2 separate regions of the Mus musculus genome follow, and region 2 is linked to region 1. The links are chromatin contacts, called in public Micro-C maps. All regions are on one chromosome and are shown on one strand. The core of a region is the stretch at or near the end of the contact, and the rest is flanking DNA. Distances in the headings are between cores, read along the strand shown.

Region 1 (5,600 bases), core at 304-2,803:
CTGCTGACCTGATTTCTGTCCCTGGAACCCACATGGCAGGAGAGAGCCAACAGCTAGGGTTGTCCTTTCATTTCTGTGAGCCAGCTATCACATCAGCTTGCACACACACACACTCCCTGACTCACAAATGGTTGTGTACTTTGTTTTGATCTTTTTGTTTTATTTTTCTATGGACAGCTGGCCTAGAACTCATTATGTGGACCAGGCTGCCCTTTGCCTGTCTCTACATCCCAAAGAATTGGATTAAAGGTGTGGGCAGGGGCTGGAGAGATGGCTCAGTGGTTAAGAGCACTGGCTGCTTTTCCAGAGGTCCTGAGTTCAATTCCCAGCAACCACATGGTGGCTCACAACCATTTGTAATGCAATCTGATGCCCTTAAGTGTATCTTAAGTGACAGTGTACTTACATAAAACAAATAAATAAATCTTTAACAACAACAAAAAGGTGTGGACAGCCCAACCCCTTCTTTGGGAACTAGCTTTTATGTCACACAATTAGTTGGCTTTAGTCCCCTCCCTCCACATGTATAGAGGATGGCCTTGAATTTTCTTGCCTCTATCACCAGTTTGTTGAGATTTCAGGCATGTACCACCATATCATATATACCATGCTGGGGCGATAACCCAGCCTTTAGTGCTTGCTAGACAGTCTACCAATTGTGTTAATCCCCAGCCTCTGTTTAATCTCATATGGAATAGTATGATTGGCCCTAACCGCCCCCCGTCCCCCCGTCCCCCAATACACACTCGCGCGGGTGCGTGCGCGCGCACACACGATGGACAACCAATCCTTCCATAACCACCCTGGCCATAGGAAGTCAGTTCTTCAGAAAAAGGGATGTCTATTTGACCAAAACAAATCCCAAGAGCATGCACACTGGGCTTTGGGCTAGAAGAGGGTCATCAGGTGGAAGTCAGCTGAATGGGGGAGGTTCAAGGAACACAAGGAGAGAAAGTCAGTCTGGTTGGGCCGTGGTGGTAGCAGGGGAGACAAATACCTGTCTAAGACGCGGGTACTATTACCAACCCCATTGAAGAGGCAGAAAGTAGCCTAAAGAAGCTCAGTAACTTGCCTCGAGAGTCATAGGCCGGACAATTATTTCTCTGACTCCAAGCTGGGCCATGCGTGTCCAGACTCCGCACCAGAACCCTCCTTTTTCCCATCATCCGTTTGCAAAATCAGAAAACGAATAAGAGGAAAGTGTGTCATCAAGGCGTGCCCTCCTGCAAGCCCGGCCCATCGCCCCTTGGGAGCAAGCTCCGCGTGGCCTCCGGGGATCAAAGATGGGCACGCATGCGCATGCGGGGGTGGGGTTGTCTTCGGAGGCTTCCGCCTCCCGGGTTTTGCAAAGTTACCTGGCCCACAGGAGGCGGAGTTAGGGAGTTGTAGGCTGTGCGCGCGCGGGCCCCGCCTTCAGCCTCCTCGGGCACCTGTTGGCCTGAGGGGCCGCCGGTGGCACCCAATAGACAGCCTCCCTGAGCCGCCCGTGCCCCGCCTCTAATGCAGAGCCACCAATCCCCGCGTTGCTGCAGCCCCGCTGCCCCGCGGCCCCACCTTCTGCGCGCTTCTTCCGGGTGGGCTCGGGCGGGGGCCAAGGCCATGGCTCTTTGGCCGCCGCTTAACTCTGGGATGCTGGTGCGGACTGGGCACACCGTGCTGACCTGGGGAATCACTCTGGTGCTCTTCCTGCACGACACCGGTGAGCCGGACACCGCGCCACCCCGAGCCCACCCGATCACGCGTGGGTATACCGGGGTCCCCCTAATCCTCAGACACATTGAAATCTCCATTTCTATCTCCCACCAGTTCCTCAAGCGTCTTTCTCCTATGTCGGTCCGGGGATCATCCTCTCTCCGCCTGATTCCCAAGTTGGACCCTAATTAATCCCAGTAATTTTCTGTCATCGATAGATGTCCATCCATCCAAAGACCACCAGAGCCCATCAGAGGACCAACTAGAGGCCCCATCTCTCCCATCCCTGGGCTCTACCTGTCCTTCCCAGAAATTGCCTCCCAACCCCTCCCTAAATAAGATTAAGAAATCCGCTAGACTTAAGGACTTGGCTTTCCGGTCCACTCCCCAAATCCTATGAGCCGACTAACTACCCCAAGGGACGCCACTATAGCGAGGAGCAGGTTTCCCACCTTCGCCTGGTAGCATCTCCTTTCCCCATCATTCCCTTCACCCCCTTCCTGCCCCCTCCTAGGTTTCCCTTCCAGAAGGAACAGAGCCCACCAGAGGCTTCCTCTGTAGCCCTCCTCCATCGCTTTTGCCCTTTGTCCTCAGGCTTCCACACCAGGAGTCAGCCACCTTCAAAACCTCCTTGGCTCTCTTTCACCCAAGGGTACCAGAGTTGCCTACGCTCAGCTGTCTGGTGTCACCACGTCCATCACTTCTTAGCCCTCCCTCCTCTCCATAATCCTCCTTCACTGCCATGGGCTTAAACAGGCTGGCTGGCACCTTCCTAGCTGGAGCTCCTGGCTGGCTCCACCCTCTTCCAGGGCTGACTCTTCCCCTGGGGAGCCCCCTTCCTCCTGCCTCCCTCAGGTCTAGCCTCCATATCACCTCCAGCTACTTTCTTTCTACCCCCACCGCCTCCTGCCCTTCCCTTTTGCTATGGTTCTCACTGTCCTCTGGCCTCCCCAGAGCTACGCCAATGGGAAGAGCAAGGGGAGCTGCTCCTGCCCCTCACATTCCTGCTCCTGGTGCTAAGCTCCCTGCTGCTTTATCTGGCTGTGTCACTCATGGACCCCGGCTATGTGACTACTCAGCCCCAGCCTCAGGTAAGCAAGCAGGGACCTCGAAGGCCAACAGGGGAGTGAGACCTCAATGCTGAGCCCTGAGCTGCACTCAGTGTGGGGGCATCTTGATGAAGCCTCTTGCCTACCCCTGTGTTTTTGCTCCTACAATGATGACATCACCCAAGACCCATGTGGGGACAACTGTCTTACAAAGGTCACCAGACGTCTAGTATGCTGCCATGTGCATGCGTCCCCTCTACATGAGATGGGCCCCAAGTCCTGCACAATGGGGACCGGTGGCACCTAGAGAGATGGCCCCAGCATCGTCTGCCTCCCAAGGTAGGAGAACCCCCAATCTCATAATCTTTGTTTCGTTTTCAGGGCGAGCCCAAGGAGGAACAGGCAGCCATGGTTCCTCAGGCCGTCCCACTCCGGCGCTGCAGACACTGTCTGGTGCTGGTAGGTGATACACACATACTCTTGTGGGGGCAGTCAGGCCATCCTTAACCCTGCCTCCCAAATTTAGGACCTGACTATGGCCTTGAGCATTCTCCCCAAAGGAGGACTCACGGGGGAGGCAGCACTAAGCCTAAACTGCGCTCTGTACCCACAGCAGCCCCTGCGTGCCCGGCACTGTCGTGATTGCCGCCGCTGTGTTCGGCGCTATGATCACCACTGTCCCTGGATGGAGAACTGTGTGGGTGAACGCAACCACCCGCTCTTTGTGGCCTACCTGGCACTGCAGCTGGTAGTTCTGCTGTGGGGCCTGTGCCTGGCATGGTAGGTACCTGGGGGAGCACAGACAGCATGCACACAGGTACTCAGGGAACAGGAGTCACTGGGACCCTGCAGTGCCCAGCCCTAGCTCTCCATCCTCTAGGTCTGGCCTTCAGTTCTTCCAGCCCTGGGGGCTGTGGCTCCGGTCCACTGGGCTCCTGTTCACCACCTTCCTGCTGCTCTCCTTCTTCGCGTTAGTGGTTGCCCTGCTCCTGGCCTCCCACCTCTACCTGGTAGCCAGGAACACGACTACCTGGGAGTTCATATCTTCACACCGAATCGCCTACCTCCGCCAGCGCACCAGCAACCCCTTTGACCGAGGGCCGACTCGAAACCTGGCCCACTTTTTCTGTGGTTGGCCCTCTGGGCCCTGGGAGACTCTCTCGGCTGAGGAAGAGGAAGAAGGCAGCAGCCAGGTTGTCTAGGGTTGCTGGAGAGAAGGCTGCTGTTGTGCCTAAAAGCCAGAGGCTGTGCCAGCTAGGGATCAGCCCACTCAGCCTAAGGCCTTTACGTCTTCCTAGGGCTTCCAGCCCTCAGGAGAGAAGTAGACAGAACCCCCCCTGCCACCCCTAAAGGAAGACATAGAAGAAAAGGAAATAAGTTGGGGGAGGGGTGTTAAAAGAGAACCTAGACACTACACAACCCCTGGCCTGGCTACCTCGAGTGTACAGTTTTATTAATTTAATGCTCTATATAAAGTCAAGTATTAAAAAGAAAAGCCACCCATGCTGCCGTGGACTCTTTCCTGGTCTGGGGTCTACCGAGAAATAGAAGGACAGAGTTATAGACACAGCAGGGACACGAAGGAAAAGCCTGCAACGGCAGCCCCACGGACGGCCACTGCCTGGACTCCCACACACTCATTAAATACTTCGGCCCAGGCACATGGTTACGTGGAGGCTTCCTGCAGTCTGGCTGAAGTGCCAGGAGACCCTCAGGACTCCAGGAACTGCTCAGACACGAAGTCAAAGTCCCGGAAGGCAGCCTGTTGGCGAGCAGTGAGGGAGCTCTGGGAGACTGGTGGGGTCAGGGTTGGAGGCAGGCTGGTGAACTCTCCCTCGAAGTAACGAAGGTCTGCAGGGCCACAGAGAGTAGGCACGAAGGGAGGCTGGACGGTGCGGGCCAGCAAGGCCTGCCAGTTGGTGGTCTGAACAAGGTACAGGAATATAAGAATGTGGGAACCGCAGACCCCAGAGGCCCCCCAGCCTCCCCACCTCCCCAGGAAATGGGGACTGCTGGGTTCTGGCTTCGTAATTACCCTGAAGAATGGTTGAACCTTGATCTCCTCGGCGTCCCGTTCTCCTGCCCCTAGACGCTTCTCTGGGGACTTCTGGAGGAGCTGGCAGGAAGCAGGGCAGGATGTGAACCTGAGGGCATGCCACTCCAGGTGCTGGCTGCCCTACAGGTACCCGACTTAAGCTATGCTAGAGAGCCACAGGGTAGAGGCAGGGTACACCCAAGTCACAAGCAGCTGCCCTGGACCTTGGGTCTCACCTTCTGAATGAGTTCGAGCCCTTGCACTGACAGAAAGTGGGGACATGGGACATCAGCACTGACGATGCATTCAAATACCTCCTCTTCTGTGTCCCCCGGGAATGGACACTGTGGAAATTGGGGTTCAGCAGGCGATGCAGGCTATCCCACTGTCCCCACCCCAGAGACCCTGGAAGCCCCGCTCTAGCACTTACCTCACCCACTAACATCTCATAGAGCAGCACACCCAGCCCCCACCAGTCCACAGCACGCGTGTAAGCCTCCTGAGTCAAAACCTCGGGGGCCAGGAACTCCGGGGTGCCACAGAACGTGCTGGTCCGGTCACCAAAGCCAATTCCTGCAAACCAACATCCACACCAGTGCCTGCTGGGTGTGGCACACACACCGTAGTTCTGGTTATAAGAATCAATGGGGGAGCCAGACATGGTGGTGCACACCTTTAATCCCAGCACTCAGGAGGCAGAGACAGGCAGATTTCTGAGTTCGAAGTCAGCCTGGTCTACAGAGTGAGTTCCAGGACAGCCAGGACTACACAGAGAAACTCTTGTCTCAAAAAAAAAAAGAAAAAAAAAAAAAACCAACAACAAA
Region 2 (5,524 bases), core at 2,493-4,992, 240 kb before region 1:
GCAAGGCTATCAGACTCAGCAAGAAGAGCATAAGGTTTCAAATCTGGTCTGCCACTACCCAGACATGTCTGCTTGGCTGTATCCCTGCCCTTCTCTGGCCCTTAACATGGTCCCTGTAAATCAAGGGAGGCCTGGCTAGATGAAGAAGACTAAACAGGCATAAAGATTCCAATGAGAGGGGTTCTGACGGTGACGCCAGACTAAGACATACCTGCTGGCCCTCAGGACTTGGGGGGAAGAGAGAGACACGATGCTGAGGGGTTGATACTGTCTAGGCTAATAACCTGGCCCTGGTGGCATTTATGTTGTTTGGATCAGACTACAGCCAGGTCCATGCTAAGCACACACTAAGTGCTTTCTGGCAGCTGCATCCCTCTCATTAGCCCTGTGTCAAGGGCAGGAAGCTAAACGCTCCCAGGGAACTCAGATATATAACATGAGGGAACACCCCCAGGGAACTCTGATAGATATATAACATGAGAGAAGAGCAGCAAGGTGGGCACCTGAGAAGGACAAGACGCAGGGTCGTGGGCACTCACCTGTCCTGTGCCATTGCTGCTAAGCTGGTATACACTCAAGAGGGGCAAACAGATGCTCTGGGTGATGCCAGCTCCAGCCACTGCTGTGGCTCCCTAGAGGAAAAACCCATAATTAGATGGAGCCCACAAAGATTTGCCCAGGGCAGGAAGAGATCCGAGTCAAACTCTGGTTTACAAGGGAACCATTCGGCACAAGCAGGGCGTCTTACTTGCTGGGTTCGAGCCAGGGTGAGGAGCAGGTGCAGCGCAGCCTCAGTAAAATGCAGGTTCTGCTTCATGCGGAGGCTCACCTCCAGCGTGGTGAGCAGCGTGGGCAGAATGGGGAGCCTTCGGGTCACCTGCAACCATGAGTCCCCATCCTCATCCACCTCACAGAGCTCCTTAGCCAGATGCAGTCCCAGGACACACACCTGCTGGCAGTCAGGGGAAAGGTGGAAAAGGCAGTTGCGGGAAGGAAGAGGCAGAGGGCTGGTGCTGGCCTCGCTGCCCAGGGATCCTCTCACAAGTGTGTCTGGGGCCATTCCTGCTTCTTGCCCTGTACATCTGTGCCCTTCTCTCCACACCACTCTACTACCACTGGCATTCTGAGTGGCCTGACCTTTTGCTAACCACAGCATCTTCCTCCATCTGCAACCTCAGGCTCTATTCAAACACCAGTGTTTTATACCCTTTTGTTTGTTTTTCGAGAGACAGTGTATCCCTCACTGTCCAGAACTCACTGTGTAGGCCAGGCTGGCCTCAAACTCAAAGATCCATCTGCCTGTGCCTCCTGAATGCTGGGATTAAAGGTATGCGACATCACGGCCTATTATACACTTACATTTAAAAAATAATTTTATTATTTGAGATTTTCATATAATGTATTTTGATTATATTTATCCCATCAACTTCTCTCAAACCCACCTTCCATCTCTCTACCCAGCCAACTTTCTTTCTTAATCACCAGGCATGGTAATACACACCTTACCCAGCACTCGAGAGGCAGAGGCAAGTCAGATTTCTGTTTGAGGCCAACCTGGTCAACAAAAGTGCATCCCAGACCAGCCAGGGTTACACAGTGAGACCCTGTCTAAAACAAAACAAAAGCTATCAGCAAGGACCACCTTGAGTCCAATTGTGCTGCTCCTCTGGAGCTCAGTCAACTGGGCAGGGGTCACACCCTAAAAGAAGCCACCCCCTTTCTCAGCAGCCACAATTACCAACAGTAACACAGCTATAGGTGGAATTTTGAACAGCAAATAGACAGGACCAGAAAAAACCGTCCCATGACACATATCAAAACACTAAATTACCGATAAAACACAGGAATGTCTTTTTATAGGATACATTTTGACCCATATCAACTAAAAATTCCTTTCCTTACTTTAAAAAGGGTTCAAAACTTATCTCTAACTCTAGTTCCAGGGCATCTAATTGCCCTCTTTTGGCCTCTGGAGGCACCAGGCATGCACACACACACACACACACACACACACACACACACACACACACACACACAAAACACTTAGATACATAAACATTAAGCCCGAGGACTGGACTTTGGTGCTAGTACCCACATAACAAGGCAGATCTACGTATGCCTGTATTCCCAGGTCTGAGGCATGCTGAGAATCAGTAGACTTACTAGGTCCTAGTGTGCCTGAGAAGCCATGAGCCCCAGGTTCAGGAAGAGACTCTACTTCAGAGGAGTTAGTAGAGACCGACAGAGGAAGACAATATGCACTTCTATGTGACTACAATTCATACCAAGACACTTAATAAGACTATGCCCCAGCATAAACGTACTTATTGTTTCCCACTAATAGTACTTGCTTTCACATCATACAAAACATACCCGAAATTCTTTTTAGAATAGGCAGGAAGTTAGAGGCTAGCCTGGGCTACAAAGTAGGACTACCTCTAAAAAAAAATAAATAAATAAAAAATAAATAAAAAGGAAAAGGCTGGTAGTAGAAAACATTGCTCTAGTCAGGCATAGTAGAGCATGCCTTTAATCCCAGCTTTTGGGTGGAGGAAACAGAGGCAGAGGCAAGAGGGCAGCAGATCTCTATAGGTTTTAAGTCAGCCTGGTCTACAAAGGACAGCCAGGGCTGTTACACAGAGAAACCCTGTCTTAAGTCCTGCCCTCACCAGAGAAAAGACTGTTCTATAGTGTATCCATTATCTCTTCTAGAGTGAGCCCTTAGGTTAAAGAGCCCATGCCTGCCCTATAAAGCAACCCTCTCTAGCCCACCCCTGCCCTCACTCTGCTCACACCAACCAGGGATCAGAACACAGCAGATGCTGACCTGAAGCTGCTCACACCTTCCACGGTCCACCCGATCTTCCCGGCACACGATGCCTGCCTGACTAGCTCTGCTGAAATGGCTGAGAGCCATGCCTCTCCCAGGGCTTCCCTCAAAGCCTGCGCCCACAGGCTCCCACCTTCCCGTCCTCCCCCAGGGTGGTGGCAGCCTTGAGTACAGCCTGTGTGCTGTCAGACAGCCTGCTGATGTCCCCTCACCCCATCACGCTGGTCCTTGTGCCGGGGCCGAGGGCAGTCATCTGTCTCCATGCTGTCCTTGTCCTCGGCAGCGCTGTCGGATGCCAGGCTGTGGCGGGTCTGATCAAAGAGTGCAATCACCTCTTCTTGGAGAGTCTCACAGACGTTCAGCACCAGCTGGGAGTACTGGGGGATATCACCGACTGCAGAACAGATGAGAGGGTGCTGTCACACAGGTGGGCCATTCTGACGAAAGGCAGTAGAGTACCAAGAGGAAGGGGAAGGGGTAGTGGGAAATAAAGCACTCCCGGTGTAAAAATCCCACGGCCCAGTTGGAGCTGGGGCTCACCTCGCAGCTCCTTCATCTGTAACACTGTGATGAATGCAGAGAACACCTTGGCCTTGGTCTTTTCCATGAGCTGCTGGTCTGCCTGAAGCACCCCTTCCAGGATCTCTGTCAAGGGCCCAAGGATTTTCTCCACAGCACCCAGCTCTCTGAAAGACCAAGGCAGCAGCATGCCTCACTCAGTGTCCCCAGTGCCCCTCAGAAGCCACAGGCAGTCTCCCTCACTGCAGGCTTGTCTGCCGAGTTGCTCCATTTTCTGTGAAGTATACTAGACGGTCTGGGTGAGGAAGGGTGGGCAGGCAGTGCTGAGGCAGATGGAGCCTCGGGCGGCCAGCTCTCGTCCCAGCACTCACCTCTTCCACTGGCGTAGGAGGATAAGCAGCAGGGTGCACATCATGGAGCCCAGCCGGAGGCAGTTCACAGATGCTGCCACAAGGAGCTGAGGGGAGGAGCGGCAGAGCAGTCAGGAGTCTGGCTGCTTAGAAGCAGCCTCCACTGCACAGATAGACACACAGGCCCTCCTCACCTAACCCTGACTTCTCCCAGGAGCAAGGAGCTGGGGCACCTCTTTATCACTGAGCCTCACCTCCAGGCCACCTGAGCACTGACTGACCGCCCTTTGAGCACTGAGAGCTCCCTGTGTGACCTTCAGGAAAGGGGAACTCCCGGGCATACTTACTAATGCTTTGGTCCCATCAAGCACATCAAGAAACAGCTGGCGCCGCACTGCCATGTCAGTCAAGTGCATGACGTCTGCCTGCAATGGGCGGGAGAAGGATTATGCTCAAGACAGACTTTAAGAACCAAGAAGTGAAGGGCTTCATGAGGCCATTCCCAATCGGAACTCCATCCATCCTTCCTGTGCTCCGCATTCTGCTCAGGCTTCCCAGGGACAAGAAGGTCACCTGCTGTAGGACCTTCAGCCCCACCTGGGCTCCCTCTAGCCCAGCCCTCCCTACAACCTCCTCCTTTTCGTTTCTTTGAAAGTGGTCTCACCATGTTGTTATGCAGGCTGTGGCTAACCCATGGTCCTCTGTGCTCCAGCTTCCCTGTTAGCATGTGCTAATAACCACACCCACTCATCGATGGCTCTGAACATACCAAGTGCTTTCTCCTGCACTCAACGCCTGCAGTCTCATCTGCCTAGACTTCATGCCGACATGCTCTCTGCCCAAGGCATCTTACATACTCAGGTGTCTGGCATTACTTCTCAGAGGCCACCATGGCTACTCTTATGTCATGTGTTAGCTATCACATCATCGTCCTTGCCATTATCATCAAGTACAACCCCCTTACAGTTTCATCTGCGAGTTTACAACTGACCTCAAGCCCTTATCTGCCCCCACCCCTCTCTCAATACACAGTGTCTCTGTGTAGCCTGGCTGTCTAGTAACTGACTTTGTAGACCAGGCTAGGCCTCAAACTCAAAGATCCAGCTGCCTCTGCCACCACAGTTAACACCCCTCCCAGCCTCCCCACCCCTTCTCTGACACTTTGAGTCAAACAGCAGTTTCCCCTCCCTTCACTCCTCCCAGTCCCCTTCCTACATTTCCATTAAAAAAGAAAAGAATGGACCTCCCAGGGATATCAAGTTAACCCATCAGAATGAGTTACTGTAAGACTAAGAACAAACCCTCAAAATTAGGCTGTACAAGCCAAGCAAGTCAGAGAGTCTCTGTGAGGCTCTAGGAGCACAGTTAGCGGGTTCTATGGGTCATCTTTCTTGCGCTGTCCTCACTTTGTGACCAGGCCTTCCCTGCTTATTCATTGCTATATCCTGTAGTGATAATTCTAGAGTTTTGATTTCTTTAAAAAAACACAGAAATTGCTGGGCAGTGGTGGTGCACGTCTTTAATCCCAGCACTTGGGAGGCAGAGGCAGGTGGATTTCTGAGTTCTAGGCCAGCCTGGTCTACAGAGTGAGTTCCAGGGCAGCCAGGGCTACACAGAGAAACCCTGTCTCGAAAAAAACAAAACAAAAAAACACAAATCACAGAAATATTTAATAATGTGCTTTCAGTTTAATCCCAGGTGTGGGACACAGGGCTGCTTCAGACCGTCCACAGCAGCTGACTTTGATTTGCCTTGTGGTCTGGCAGGGTGTGACTGCCAGCTGCAGAGAATTTCTGCAGTTGTGTGACATATGGAATCCTGGGCA

What was found. Hi-C and Micro-C count contacts between places; a contact is called where the count stands out from the background.
Region 2: a contact with region 1 is called in a Micro-C map of embryonic stem cells, with 1.8 times the contacts expected there. The contact joins the enhancer-like site here to the promoter of Zdhhc12 in region 1. A contact is called at or near these places in 7 of 39 promoter capture datasets (the 3T3-L1 cell line, the HPC-7 cell line, cranial neural crest and 2 more), 4 of 484 Hi-C or Micro-C datasets (brown adipocytes, embryonic stem cells and pro-B cells), 3 of 115 datasets of contacts at active chromatin or transcription factors (embryonic stem cells and pro-B cells) and 4 of 9 other capture datasets (adipose tissue, embryonic stem cells, liver and 1 more).

The regions. Positions count from the first base shown.
Region 1 is chr2:30,089,588-30,095,187 of GRCm38.p6, reverse strand. Zdhhc12 (zinc finger, DHHC domain containing 12) reads left to right here and starts at 1,553. Exons shown (of 5, transcript NM_001037762.1): 1 at 1,553-1,699; 2 at 2,647-2,783; 3 at 3,123-3,200; 4 at 3,355-3,521; 5 at 3,622-4,244. The coding sequence starts at 1,600. The coding sequence ends at 3,943. Pkn3 (protein kinase N3) reads right to left here. Exons shown (of 22, transcript NM_153805.2): 19 at 5,207-5,349; 20 at 5,013-5,120; 21 at 4,777-4,857; 22 at 4,169-4,665. The coding sequence ends at 4,453.
Region 2 is chr2:30,334,924-30,340,447 of GRCm38.p6, reverse strand. Nup188 (nucleoporin 188) reads right to left here. Exons shown (of 44, transcript NM_198304.3): 31 at 4,047-4,124; 32 at 3,721-3,806; 33 at 3,371-3,516; 34 at 3,043-3,224; 35 at 749-949; 36 at 540-632. Among named protein-coding and RNA genes, the nearest start is that of Sh3glb2, 22 kb to the left of the region's middle. Within about 2 kb of position 3,742, at least 21 of the 459 cell types and tissues checked have an H3K27ac peak or open chromatin away from gene starts, as enhancers often do. A contact at or near this core is called in embryonic stem cells and hippocampal neurons, where this site is marked.